Linked DNA regions of Mus musculus: region 2 is linked to region 1. The links are chromatin contacts, called in public HiChIP or PLAC-seq maps. All regions are on one chromosome and are shown on one strand. Each heading gives the region's core, a stretch centred on a gene start, on an enhancer-like site or on the middle of the called end of the contact. The rest is flanking DNA. Distances are from core to core; before and after follow the strand shown.

The links. HiChIP or PLAC-seq counts read pairs in DNA pulled down with a chosen protein or histone mark.
Region 2: an H3K4me3 HiChIP or PLAC-seq map of bone marrow-derived macrophages shows a contact between it and region 1, with 4 times the contacts expected there. The contact joins two enhancer-like sites. A contact is called at or near these places in 1 of 15 datasets of contacts at CTCF or cohesin (large pre-B cells), 1 of 484 Hi-C or Micro-C datasets (pro-B cells), 6 of 115 datasets of contacts at active chromatin or transcription factors (bone marrow-derived dendritic cells, bone marrow-derived macrophages, embryonic stem cells and 1 more) and 1 of 9 other capture datasets (adipose tissue).

The regions. Positions count from the first base shown.
Region 1 is chr9:20,993,801-21,000,697 of GRCm38.p6, forward strand. No RefSeq gene overlaps it. Among named protein-coding and RNA genes, the nearest start is that of Mrpl4, 5.5 kb to the right of the region's middle. Within about 2 kb of position 3,506, at least 27 of the 459 cell types and tissues checked have an H3K27ac peak or open chromatin away from gene starts, as enhancers often do. A contact at or near this core is called in bone marrow-derived dendritic cells and bone marrow-derived macrophages, where this site is marked.
Region 2 is chr9:21,232,006-21,238,902 of GRCm38.p6, forward strand. It overlaps Keap1 (kelch-like ECH-associated protein 1), which reads right to left. Exons shown (of 5, transcript NM_016679.4): 1 at 5,066-6,897; 2 at 1,383-2,068. The coding sequence starts at 5,704. Among named protein-coding and RNA genes, the nearest start is that of Keap1, 3.9 kb to the right of the region's middle. Within about 2 kb of position 3,531, at least 64 of the 459 cell types and tissues checked have an H3K27ac peak or open chromatin away from gene starts, as enhancers often do. A contact at or near this core is called in bone marrow-derived dendritic cells and bone marrow-derived macrophages, where this site is marked.

The DNA of each region.
Region 1 (6,897 bases), core at 2,256-4,755:
GGCAAACATGCCAATCTGCCTGGGAAACATCAAATGGGAACTGGGAGTGGTGGTGCTAGTCTGTCATCCCAGAATATAGGAAGCTGATATAGGAGGATTCCTATGAGTTCAAGGCCAACCTGGATCAACTTGATCCCATTTAAAAAAAAAAAAAAAACAAAAGCCAACAACAACCAAATGAACCTGTGAACCCAGAAATGGGGAGGTAGAGGCAGGAGGATGAGGTGAGGCCTTTATTAAGGCCAGTGTATGGGGGTGGGTGGGTATGGGGGACTTTTGGTATAGCATTGGAAATGTAAATGAGCTAAATACCTAATAAAAAATGAAGAAAAAAAAAAAAAAAAAAGGCCAGTGTAGGCCACATGAGACCATGTCTCAAAATAAAAGAACAGAAAGGGCTTGCCACAAGCTTAATGAGCCTGAGAATCAACTCCCACAGGTGACCTCTGACCTCACATGTGTGCTATGGCCTGCATATCTGCACACATAAGTAAATGTAATAAAACTGTAAGGTTCATATATACACATGTATTATGTTAAGTATAAGAGTGCCTACTTGTGAAACATATGGTAATGTCTTTAATTTTTCACAAACTAGGGATGCAAGAGAAGGCACAATGGGTAAGGTACTAGCCACACAAGCAAGACCAAAGCTGGGTTTGGTGCCACACCCTTAACCCCAGCACTGAAGAGGCAGAGGCAAGAAGATTTCTTAGTTCCAGGCCAGCCTGGTCTACATAGTGAGTTCGTGGCCAGCCTGGGCTCTATGTGAGACTCTGTCTCAAAAATAAGTAAGCTGAAAGTGACTGAGGGAGACAGTGTAGGGCAATCTCCGGCCTCTATGAACAGACACAGATGCACACCTTGTGTGCCTGAAGCTACACATACCTGCTCAACCACACAGATATTTCCTACAGCAGTTGGGAAAGAGACTTGTGGTTCTTTGTGGTAGCCAGAGCACACTGTCCAAGAGACAGAGTTTTCATTCCCTCAGTAGTGCTGGGCTGGACCCTGGCCTAGGGCCCTGTGTATGCTGGACTCCTGTTCTGTTTTGTTTTGGTTTGGTTTGGTTTGGTTTTTCGAGAAAGGGTTTCTCTGTATAGCCCTGGCTGTCCTGGAACTCACTTTGTAGACCAGGCTGGCCTCGAACTCAGAACTCTGCCTGCCTCTGCCTCCCGGGTGCTGGGATTAAAGGCAGCGCCACCACACCCAGCTGGACTCCTGTTCTTTATACTTTGTGTCTGCCCTGTATTTGTTAATGTATGGGGGCACACTGGGCATGCCACAGTGCACACACGTGGAGGTCAGAGGACAACCTGCAAGAGCTGGTTTTGTCCTTTCCACCACGTGAGTCTGAGGGATTGAATACAGGTCGACAGACTTGGCACTGGTACCTGCTGAACCATCTTACCCTGCCCTCATTTCTGTTTTGTGAGACAGGCTCTCACACTGCAGCTCAGGCTGACAGACTACTCATTAACTATGCCAGGCTGGCTCAAACCTAAGGCAGTCCTCTGTCTCCTCAGTGATGGGGCCACAGGCTGGTACTACCACCTGCAGGTCCTTTTGTATTTGTGCAGTGTTCTTTGACAGATGTGTGAATAAGGCATGCTAGTGCACACTTGTAAGCCCAGCACTAGGGAAGTAGAGGCAGGAGAATTTGGAGTTCAAGACCAACCTGAGCTAAACAAGACCCTGCCCAAACATGTAGTACATACACATGAAGAATGGGAGAGAAACAGACAAGACCAGTGAAATTACATAAAATGAAGCGTTAAAAAGCTTTTTTTTTTTTTTGGAAAATTATTTTTAGCTGTAGTGGTGCATGCCTTTAATCCTAGCACTTGGGAGGCAGAGGCAGGTGGATTTCTGAGTTCGAGGCCAGCCTGGTCTACAGAGTGAGTTCCAGGACAGCCAGAGCTATAGAGAGAAACCCTGTCTTGAAAAACAAAACAAACAAAACAAAAAGAAGAAAGAAAGAAAAAGAATATTATTTTTAAGAGCTAGGCAGTAGCGGCTAGCACCTTTAGTTGCAGCACTTGTGAGGAAGACCCAGGGGTTCCAGACCAGCCTGGTCTACAGAGGGAGTTCCAGGTAGCCAGGGCTATACAGAGAAACCCTGTCTTGAAAACACAAACGAGGGGCTGGAGAGATGGCTCAGCAGTTAAGAGCACTGACTGCTCTTCCGAAGGTTCTGAGTTCAAATCCCAGCAACCACATGTTGGCTTACAACCATCCATAATGACATCTGACTCCCTCTCCTGGTGTGTCTGAAGACAGCTACAGTGTACTTACATATAAAATAAATAATAAATAAAATCTTTAAAAAAAAGAAGAAAACACAAACGAAAACATTTTAGGGGGCTGGAGAGCTGACTCAGAGGTTAAGAGCATTGGCTGATCTTCCAAAGGACCCAGGTTTAATTCCCAGCACCAAACGTGGTAGCCCACAACTATCTGTGACTCCAGTTTCATGAGATCTGACACCCTCACACAGACATATAAGTAGGCAAAACACATAAAATAGAAATAAATTATATATACAAAAATTTGGGGTTGTTTTGTTTTTCCTTGTTTTCTTTTTGTTTTTCGAGACAGGGTTTCTCTGTGTAGCCCTGGCTGTCCTGGAACTCCCTCTGTAGACCAGGCTGGCCTCGAACTCAGAAATCCGCCTTTGTCTGTCTCCCAAAGTGCTGGGATTAAAGGCATGCACCACCGCTGCCCGGCAAAAATTAGATTTGTTTTCTTTCACGTGCGTGAGTGTTTTGCCTGCATGTATGTCTATGTACTATATTCATGAGGTCCCTGTATGTCAGAAGAGGATGTCCTATTCTCCGGATCTAGAACTACAGATGATTGTGAGCCACCATGTAGGTTCTGGGAACTGAATCCTGGTCCTCTAGAAGAACAGCCAGTGTTCTCAACAGCTGACTCATTTCTCTAGCTCCTAAAAAAAACTTTTGAATCACAAAATATTGGGGCCGAAGAGAGAGGCTCAAGGAGTAAGAAAGACTGCTTGCTGCTCTTTCAGAGTTCTTTGGATCCAAGTTAAGTTCCCAGGCCCCACAGTAGGTGGCTCACATCCATCTATAACCCCAGTGCCTGGAGCTCCTTTGCCCTCTTCTGAGCTCTGTGCTCACTATACTCCTGTGTATAAAGAACCACACTTACACACATAATTAATAAATAAAAATGGCCAGGTGTGGTGAGACACACCTTTAATCCTAGCACTCAAGAGGCAGAGGCAGGAAGATCTCTGTGAGTTTGAGACCGGCCTGGTCTACACAGGAAGGAAAGCAATGCAAAAACCTAAAAATACATTAAAATGAAATAAAAACCACAAAGTAAGTGAACAATCAGATACAAATCAAACCCACAAGAGGAAGGCATCACTGTTCAATAAAGGGACTGTAGGAGACGAGGCCAGAGTCGGGGGGAGTAGCTAAGGATGCAGAGAAAGGGGAACTCACCACTGGGGAAAATGAAAATGAGCAGGGTTTATATATATGGAAAACAGAAAGAAGGTTCCTCAAAACACTAAAAATAAAACGGACATATGACTTTGCTATCCCACACTGGGGTACGTGAGCAACGCATATTAATTTGCTGTGTCAAGGAGATCTCTAAACGTCCACGTCTGTCTGTCTTTATTGCTCATCCTAAAATACATTTTACATTATTATATGCTTGCATGATGTGAGAGAAGCACGTACATATTAAGGGATTCAGAAGACAGCGTTGTGAGGGTGGTCGTCTCCATGTTTACGTGAGTTCTGATGAAGTCAGGCTGTCAGGCTTGTGTAGCAAGTGCCTTACTCACTGAGCTCAGCTCTCGATTTTTTTTTTTTTTTTTTTTTTTGAGAAAGGGTCTCATGTGATCAAACTAGCCTGTAATTCACTATGTAGAGCCAAGGCTGGTCATTTTTCTTCTGCCTCTGGAATTAACAAGTCTGTATCAACACACCCAATTAATGCAGTGCTGGGCACTGAACCCAGAGCTTCACGCATGCTAGGCAAGCACTCTAGCAACTGAACTACAAACACTGTGACAACTGAGTGATAAGCACCATGTCAAAAGAGCTATAAGCACTACACCAACTAAGTTATATGCACTAGATCAACTGAACCACAAGCACTGTACCAACTGAGCTCTTTTCCCAGGTTCCTTTCATATTTATCCCAGCCAATAAGTGGAGTTAACTGAGGTGTCCTTTGACAGATGAAGGGATAAAGAAAATGTGCACATTGGGTGTGGTTCTAGAGGCCCATAGTCTCTGTTATGCCAGAGGGTAATACAGGAGCAATATAATCAAGAGCCCCAGCCTGGAGGCTGGACAGATGGCTCAGAGGCTAAGAGAACTGGCTGCTGCCAGGCAGTGGTGGTGCACACATTTAATCCCAGCTCTTGGGAGGCAGAGGCAGGGAGATTTCTGAGTTGGAGGCCAGCCTGGTCTACAGAGTGAGTTCCAGGACAGCCAGGGCTACACAGAGAAACCATGTCTTGAAAGAGAGAGAGAGAGGGAGAGAGAGAGAGGGAGAGGGAGAGAGAGAGGGAGAGAGAGAGAGAGAGAGAGAGAGAGGGAGAGGGAGAGGGAGAGGGAGAGGGAGAGGGAGAGGGAGAGGGAGAGGGAGAGAGAGAGAGAATGTGTGAGAGTGTGAGTGAGCTGGCTGTTCTTCCAAAAGTCCTTAGTTCAGTTCCTACTAACTGTATGGTGGCTCATAGCCATCTATAATGAGATCTGGTGCCCTCTTCTGGCTTGCAAGCATACATGCAGGCAGACTGGATGTATATTTTTTTTTAAAAATATTTATTTATTATTATATCTTAAGTACACTGTAGCTGTCTTCAGACACAGCAAAAGAGGGCATCAGATCTCATTACAAGTGGTTGTGAGCCACCATGTGGTTGCTGGAATTTGAACTCAGAATCTTCGGAAGAGCAGTCAGTGCTCTTAACCATGAGCCATCTCTCTAGCCCCCTGGATGTATACTTAATAAATAGAACAAAGGGGGAAAGATGCTGCATGGCTTCTTAAAAAAAAAAAAAAAGAGGCCAGCCTGGGCTACATAGTAAACCCTAAGGCCAGTCACAGTGGCAATGCTTGTAGTCCCAACATTGGGGAAGCTGGCCAGTCAACCTGGAAGCCAAACCAAGACCCTCAGATTCACTGGCCAGCCAGCCTGGCTGAATCCAAGAACTCTAGACTCACTGAGAGACCCTGGGTTTCATAAACTAAGGTAGAAAAAAAAGTGGGCAATGGTGATGCATGCCTTTAATCCTGGCACTCTGGAGGATGTGAGTTCAAGGCCAGCCTGGTCTACAGAGCAGTTCCAGGACAGAGAAACATTGCCTCAAAAAACAAAAACAAACTAGCTAAGGTGGAGAGGACAGAGCAGGACACTCACTTTGACCTTTGTGCATAGGTTTCCTGTCCACCCTCGTACCCACTCACACACTAAGAATAGAAGGACTAGAGAAAGGATGCCAGCACCTGAGAGGCAGAGACAGAAGGGTCTCTCAGCAGACCACAGCCTGAAAGGAAAGGGAAAAGAAGGAGTGTTATTCAGCCCTGTTGTTATACATGGTAGGCGATATTAAATGTAAGTGACCAGACGGAAACACACATGTTCTCTTTGGTGAGGAAAATAAAAGCTGAATACAGACAGGCATGGTGATGCACGCCTTTAATCCCAGCACTCAGGAAGAAGAGGCAAGTGGATCTCTGTGAGTTTGAGATTGGCCAGCCAGAGCTACGTAGTAAGGCCCACTTTTTGCACTTACAAAGACTTGGATTTCAGGTTTGTCAGGAGGACTCCACAGGTAAAGATGCTTGTTGCCAAGCTTCACATCTGACTTTAAGACCTAGGATACCAAGCCGGGCATGATGGTGCACACCTTTAATCCCAGCACTCGGGAAGCAGAGGCAGGTGGATTTCAGAGTTCGAGGCCAGCCTGGTCTACAAAGTGAGTTCCAGAACAACCAGGGCTATACAGAGAAACCCTGTCTCAAAAAACCAAAAACAAAAACAAAAACAAAAGAAAGAGAGAGAGAGAAAGAGAGAACCAATTCCCACAAATGGTCTTTTGATCTCCATACCCACATGTGTGCCCCCAACACAAATGAATGAATGAATAAAAAGATAAACAAACAAATACCAGTAAGAACAAACCCCCAAAACACTAGGTTCTTGGGCCAATGAGACGGCTCAGTGGATAAAGGTGCTTGCTACCAAGTCTAACAACCTGAGCTTGATCCCTGGAACTTATCTAGTGAAAGAAAAGGACTAACAACTCAACATCACCTTCTGACCTCCACATCTGCAGCTTGGCATATGTATGCCCACTCTCAACTGCACATAGAAAAGGCACTGTTGGTTAGAATAAATCCTTGTTTTCTTTGTGGTGCTGGAGATAGAACCAAGGGCCTCATGTATACTTGGCTACCACTGTTTAATAGTTAATTAGTAAATCTAATAGTATATCCTAGAAATGTTCAAAAATATATCAGTGAGGCTGGGGCTCAGTGGATAGGGTGTTTGCCTAACAAGCAGGAGGCCCTGGACTCCAGCCTCAGTACTACACGAACAGCACATAGTTCCACAAGACAGTCATGTTAGCACGAGAAAGGCAGAGACAGAAGATCAGGGTTCATGGTTATTCTCAGCTACATAGTGAGTTCCAAGCTAGGCTGGGCTACATAATACATGTCTGAAAATACATAAACTGATAACAAATGCAAAGACGACGACGACGACAACAACAACAACAACAAAACTATATGCATTTAGCCCAATAATTACATTCTCCAGGGTCTGCTCCACCAGTGAGTTATGGCACTGTGTAGCCTGGAACTCACTATGTAGACCAAGGTTGCCTGAACTCACTAAGAACCACCT
Region 2 (6,897 bases), core at 2,281-4,780, 240 kb after region 1:
TTGTTTGTTTTGAGATAGAACCCTGCTATGTAGTTCAAGCTAGCCTTGAACTCTCCGCGATCTCCTGCTTTAGTCTCCCCAGTGCGGAGAGATGAAGGATGTGCAGCACCAGGCCTGGCTCCAGAAGTGAGGGGTCATCAGAATCCAGGTTCACTGTCATCAATTATGACTGACAGCAACAGCAATTCCCTCTAGCCTAGACGGCTTTACCCCTTAGGGCTGCAGCACCTGTGCACTTCACCCCTAGCAGGATTCATTGCCTCACACCACAAGATTTGCTACAGACATGTGGGGTAGGACATCCAGGGTCACTAAGTGACATCTGGGCAGGTGTTCAACTCCAAATGTCTAACTGGGTCTCCCAGGTGGTTCTCTGAGCAACATGATCAGAGATGGGTGAACACGCCCCATTAGCCCAGCAGCGTCCAGTCCATCCCTGCATCCTACAGTCCTTGAAGGGGCCACCCTATTCACAGACCACACACATTAGAGCCCCTAGCACATTTGTTTACATTTCCATTTTCAGGCATGGGCGGGGTTAGCTTGGGGTAGACAGCTGACCTAGCAAGCATAGATTTCTAGGTTCTATTCCCAGCACTACAAATACAAAATTAAAATTTTTTCTCATTTTCTTACCCTTGCTCCAAGCCCTAAATTTGTGTGTGTGTGTGTGGGGGGGTTGTTTGTCTGTCTTGAGACAGGGTCTCTTATATCCCAGGCTGGCCTTGAACTTGCCATACAGCCAAAGATAAATATTGAATTCCTGATTCTCCTCCCTCTACCCCCAGAGCGCTGGGATGACAGCTGGGTTTATGAGGGCTTCCTGAACGCGGGGCAAGTGCTCTGCCAACTGAGTCACACCCCCAGCCCTTTTTCTTCTTTTCCCTCCTTCCTTTTGGCAGGGCTGGGGATGAGACCTTAAACCCTGGATTCAAGAAAGAGACCAGAGGACTGGAGAGATGGCTCAGTGGTTAAGAGTACCAACGGAAGGTCCTGAGTTCAAATCCCAGCAAACACATGGTGGCTCACAACCACCCATAATGAGATCTGCCGCCCTCTTCTGGTGTGTCTGAAGACTGCTACAGTGTACTTATACACATAAATAAAATCTTTTTAAAAAGAAAGATACCAGAGCACTACCACTGAACTACATCCCCGTTCAGATGATACCTTTTAAAGTAATTATAAATTGCACAATATAATTCACGTATTAGAGTAATTCCTACTACCCCCAGTGTGCAGCGGTGGTTCCTGTAGGTTTGGGACAGCCCCCTCCAGTACTTCCCAACTCTGGACACTGAGAATGAACATCCCAGCCGCTCAACCTCATATGAAGGCAGGGACAAGAACAGGTACCGTCTCTTTGGGCCCCCGGTGCTCACCTCTCCACGCTGCTGTGGTGGATGCAGCCGTGGGAACCCCCGACTGCGTAGATGTGGCCATCTATGACCCCCACCCCGATGCGGTTGCGTGGCACGCTCATAGAGGCACAGGGCGACCACTGGTTGGTCATGGGGTTGTAGCAGTCCAGGGCGCTGGAGTCAGTGTTGCCATCCGGAGAGTTGTTGCGGCCGCCCACAGCGTATAGCAGCCCACCCACCACGCAGCCTGCCAGCCCACTGCGCGGCACCTGTAGATCGGCCAGGCGCAGCCAGGAGCCATTGCTCGGGTTGTAGGCCTCCAGGTAGCTGAGCGACTGTCGGAAGTAACCGCCCGCTGTGTAGATGAGGCGGCCCACTTTGGGCGCGCGGCAGGGCACTGCCTGCGTGGGCTTGTGCAGCGTGAGCTCCTGGAATATCTGCACCAGGTAGTCCTTGCAGCGCGCGTCGGCCTGCAGGATCTCACACTTCTGCAGCTGCGTCTGCAGGAAGCGCGGCGTGAGCGCATGGCAGCGCACGGCCCGCAGCAGTGCCTGCACGTAGAAGCGCCGCTGCGGGCAGTCGTATTTGACCCAGTCGATGCACGCGTGGAACACCTCGGACTCGCAGCGTACGTTCAGATCATCCCGGCTGATGAGCGTGGCCAGCTGGCAGTGTGACAGGTTGAAGAACTCCTCCTGCTTGGCCACCTGCAGGGAGCTCAGGTGAGAAGGGAAGCCCTCCATCCAGGCCGAGCACCCATACACCGGGGGTCACACAGGCCACACACTGTGGACTCTTTAGGCTCCTGTATTGATTTTAGTTTTAATTTTTTTAAAAAAATATATATATAGCTAGGTGTAGTGGCACACTCCTATAATCCCCCATATCAGGGGAGGCAGAGGCAAGAGGATGTCTGAATTCAAGGCCAGATTGGTCCCCATAAGCCAGTTCCAGACCAGCTAGGACAACATAGTAAGATCTTATATCAAAATAAACAATTGAACCTAGTCTGGCCTTTAATCCCAGCATTGGACTAATATTCACTTGGAAGGGAGAGGAAGATGTCTGTGAGTTCCAGGCCACCTGTTCTACATAGTTTTTAATTACATTTACTTATTGGCTTATTGTGTATGTGTGTGAATGTACTCATGTCTGATGGGGGGGGGGTCTCACCTTCCTGGGACTGGTCTTCTGGCTTGGCAGTGAGTGCCTTTACTAGCTCAGAAAGGCACTGGGTTCTTAATTTGTTTATTTGTTTGTTTGTTTATTTAACCCCAGGACTCATATGCTGGAAGAATCAACTCCTGCAAGTTGTCTTCTGACCTCCACATGAACTGTGGCACACACATTGCCCCCTAAATCAATACAATACAATACAATTTTTAGATTAATAAAAATAAAACATAAAATGACTGGCAGTTTACAGCTTGGCACTTGTTTTTTTTCAGATGTAGGAATATTTTACACAAATGATGAGACACCTAAGGAATAAGAGTATGGTATAAACAACTTCACTCGAGCCATCAAGGCCCATGTCAAGTCTCAGCACTTGGGAACCTGACATGTGAGAATCTTGAGTTTCAGACAAAAGCCAAGGGCCATGACAACCTGCTATCTCAAAAATCTAAATAAATAAACAAACTACTTTTATGCTGGTCCATATTGACCTTACACAGCTTCAAGGCTCTCTCTCTGTGTGTGTGTATGTGTGTGTGTGTGTGTTTGTCTGTGTGTAACTGGCCTGGAACTTTATGTAGAGCAGGCTGGCCTCACAGATCTGCCTGCCTTTGCCTACCCAGTGCTGGGATTAAAGGTGTGCACAGCCACACTTGGTTTATGTGAGGTGGGCATGGAACCCAGGGCTTCACGCATGCTGGGAAAGTGTCCTAGCAATCCAGCAGCACATGGGCCCTCTGAAGATGGTATGCCCTATGCACAGTGTGCCTGTGCGGTCACTGCCACCCATCTGGTGAGGTCAGGTGTGGACGGCACATGGTGTTCAAAAGCCTTGGGTGCACTTCAGAGTTGGTGATATTCAGAATGCAGTCGTGTCCAGGGGACTTTTCTAGTCACTGCCACCCAAGAGCAAGGCTTTCCCCAGCACTGTCCCATTACTTTCTCTTGCAGACTTCCTGCACTGAGAAACGAAAATGAAAGCAATACCAAGTGAACCCAGGGAAAGCCAAGCAAAGCTGGAGCCTGCATGGGTGAGGCTGGCGGGTGCTGGTGCCTGCCTGCTCATCACACTTTGCCCTGCTCTGGAGGAGATCAAGACAGGGTTTCTCTCTGTAGCCCTGGCTATCTTGGAATTCCCTTGGTAGATCAGGCTAGCCATGAACTCAGAGATCTGCCTGCCTCTGCCTCTGCCTCCTGAGTGCCGCCACCACCACCACACACACACACACACACACCACTTTTTTTAGACAGAGTCTCGCTGTGTAGCTCAGGCTGGCCATCACAACTTTTAACCCCAGGGAGATCAGGCTGCTGAGGCACTGGGAGGGCACATCTTTACCTATTCCTAAGGGCTCTCTGTATTTGGATTAGGGGCTCAGAATCTGAGTTTTTGGGCCAGCAATGTGGCTTTGTGGGTAAAGGCACTTTTCTGCCAGGCCTACCTGAGTTTAACCTAGAAACGTATATAAGGTAGCGAGAGCCACCTCCTGCAATTTGTCCTCCGACTTGCACACAAGATCAGTACATGTATACACACACAAATAAATATAATCTTTTTTTTTTTTTTAACTTCTTCAGAGTTTGGTGTTACTCAGCACTCAGAAAGTGACAGCAAAGACAGGACTTAAAACAAAACAAAACAAAAAGCAACTTCAATAGCCAGGTGTGGTGGCACATGCGGCCTTTACTCCCAAAGGCAGGAAGATCTCTGTTAGTTCAAGGCCAGGCTGGTCTACACATTGAGGTCCATGACAGACAGGACTGTTACCCTGTCCTGAAAAACAAAAATAAATAAAACAAAAAAGCTTCAGCTAAAGAAGACTGTCAAGCCAGGTGTGGTGGCGCACGCCTTTCATCCCAGCACTTGGGAGGCAGAGGCAGGCTAATTTCTGAGTTCGAGGCCAGCCTGGTCTACGGAGTGAGTTCCAGGACAGCCAGGGCTACACAGAGAAATCCTGCCTTGAAAAACCAAAACCAAAATAATAATAATAATAATAATAAGAAGAAGAAGAAGAAGAAGAAGAAGAAGAATACTGTCAAAAAATAAGACCACAGGTGCTCACAGTTGAGGGTACTACTGGCCTCTTCCAGAAGACTCGAGTTCAAATCCCAGCACCCACATGGCAGCTCACAACTGTCTGTAACTCCAAGGTCTGACACCTCACACACAGACAAACATTCAGACAAAACGCCAATCCACAGAAACTAAAGGCAAATAATTTTTTAAAAAAGATTTAAAAACAAAAGTAAAATCAAGTTCCGGGGCACTGCTGGCCTCCATTCTATTAAGTATTGGGAGGGCGAACGTCTGTAACTACAGTACTCGACAGACTGAGACAGGAATCAGGAATTTAAAGTCATCCTCAGATACCCAACCAGATTAGGGCCAGCCTGGACTACATGAGACCCTATGGGAGAAAAGAAGGAAGGAAAAAGAAAACACCCAACAGTTTTCCTCCAGCCTGTCGCAGGGGAGAACGCCACGCTGGCCTATCCCACTTCTGAGCCCAAAGCCCGGCTTCACTCACCTCCCCGAAGTGCATGTAGATATACTCCCGGGCACGCTGGTGCAGTTCAGTGCAGCCGATCTGCTCCGCGAAGTTGGCGATGCCAATGGCGTTGCTGGGGTCCAGCTGCTGCACGAGGAAGTCGCTGCAGGCTCGAACCACGCTGTCAATCTGGTACATGACCGCCCCGTTCATCACGTGCAGGACACACTTCTCGCCCACGGAGATGGAGGCCGTGTAGGCGAACTCAATAAGCCTTTCCATGACCTTAGGGTGGATGCCTTCGATGGACACCACCTCCATGCCCTGCTCCCGAAGCCCGTTGGTGAACATGGCTTTAAAGACTGGGCTGGAGGAGGCCAGCACCACTTTGTGAGCCATGAATTGGGCAGCTGGGATGTCCTCATATTTGACCTGCAGGGTCACGTCACAGAGTTGCTGGCTCAGGCGAAGCTCGTTCATGACGCCAAAAGCCTGCTTGGTGTGATCCTCTAGTGTGTAGCTGAAGGTTCGGTTACCGTCCTGCGAGGGCGTCACCTCTGCCTTGCACTCCGTGGAGGCATACATCACTGCGTCCCCGGCCCCCTCGGGGCACTTTGACCACAGGGGCAGGAACTGGCTGCTGCGGGGAGCCCCGCTAAGCTTGGGTTCGGGCTGCATGGGGTTCCTGATGACAAGACACAGTTCCTCTGCTAGCCGTTAGGGGCCTGGAGGGAGGGAAGAGCACAGCGCTGGGAACAGAGGCTGGGTTAGACCAGACCCTGCCACTTTATTTTATTTTATTTGAGACAGGGTCTTACATAGCCTAGGCTGGCTTCCAACTCACTATGCAACCAAAGCTGGCTCCTCCCGAGTGCTGGGATTACAGTATGTGCCACCATGTCCAGCCAGGCTTCTTTTTTTGCAAGACTAAGCAATGATATCTAAGTGCAGATTTTGCCAAGCCAAGTAAACTGGACACAGCCGGCTCCATTCAAACTAACTTCTCAACTCGCGGGCCTTCAGGGCATATCATGTTCCTTTTCCTGCTCAGAATCACCCAACACCTTTCACCGAGCCCAAGAATGGAAACCCCAAATCGTCAATGGCCTGTAAAACTCCACACCCGCTTTCCAACCTCTTCACTGTTCCAGCCATCCTTCCCTCCCCTTGCCTTCGTCCAACATGTCAGATTCCTTTCAACACCACACCAACATTTACAGAGCCTGCCATTTATGTATTTGGGACTGCTCTGAGCTCCAGAGACACAGCGAGAAGACAGAAAAGGCCTAAAAATAAAGCAAGGTCTGTATAGGAAACACTAAGCGAACACCAAGCTCCTGGGGCAAGAGAGTGTGCAGCATCTGGAACACCCACGGGGAGGGATTCAGGAGACCCTTGGAGACCTGGGGCCAGGGGAGGAATTATGCTTTCAAAGAAGATGTGGGGAGACAAGAGAGGGTCTGCGTCTGGCTCCCCAGGTTCTGGGCTCAGCCTGGAGTCGCGACTCCGCGTGTTTTGTCTATTAGATCACCGTGGGGAGGGGGGGGATGAAATGCTCCAGGGGCCCCAGCTAGTGAGCGACTGTCACGCGTGACCACACTGCCGGAGCTCGGGCCTGGCATTGCGCAGGGGGCTGTGCAGCGGCCGCCCGGTACCCGGCGCCTGCTCCAGCGGCCTCCCCACCGCTCGGAGGCGCAGCCCTGACGCCGGGAGAGCCCGCAGGGCCTGGTCCCGGGCCGCGGCCTGGAGCGGCTCACTCACCCCGCCATGGCCGCGCTCTGCCTCCGCCTCCGCCGCGCGGGTCACGGTGACTAAGCACAGCGCGCCACCCTGTCACAATAAGAGTCCCGGGGCGCCGGCCGCGGGCGACC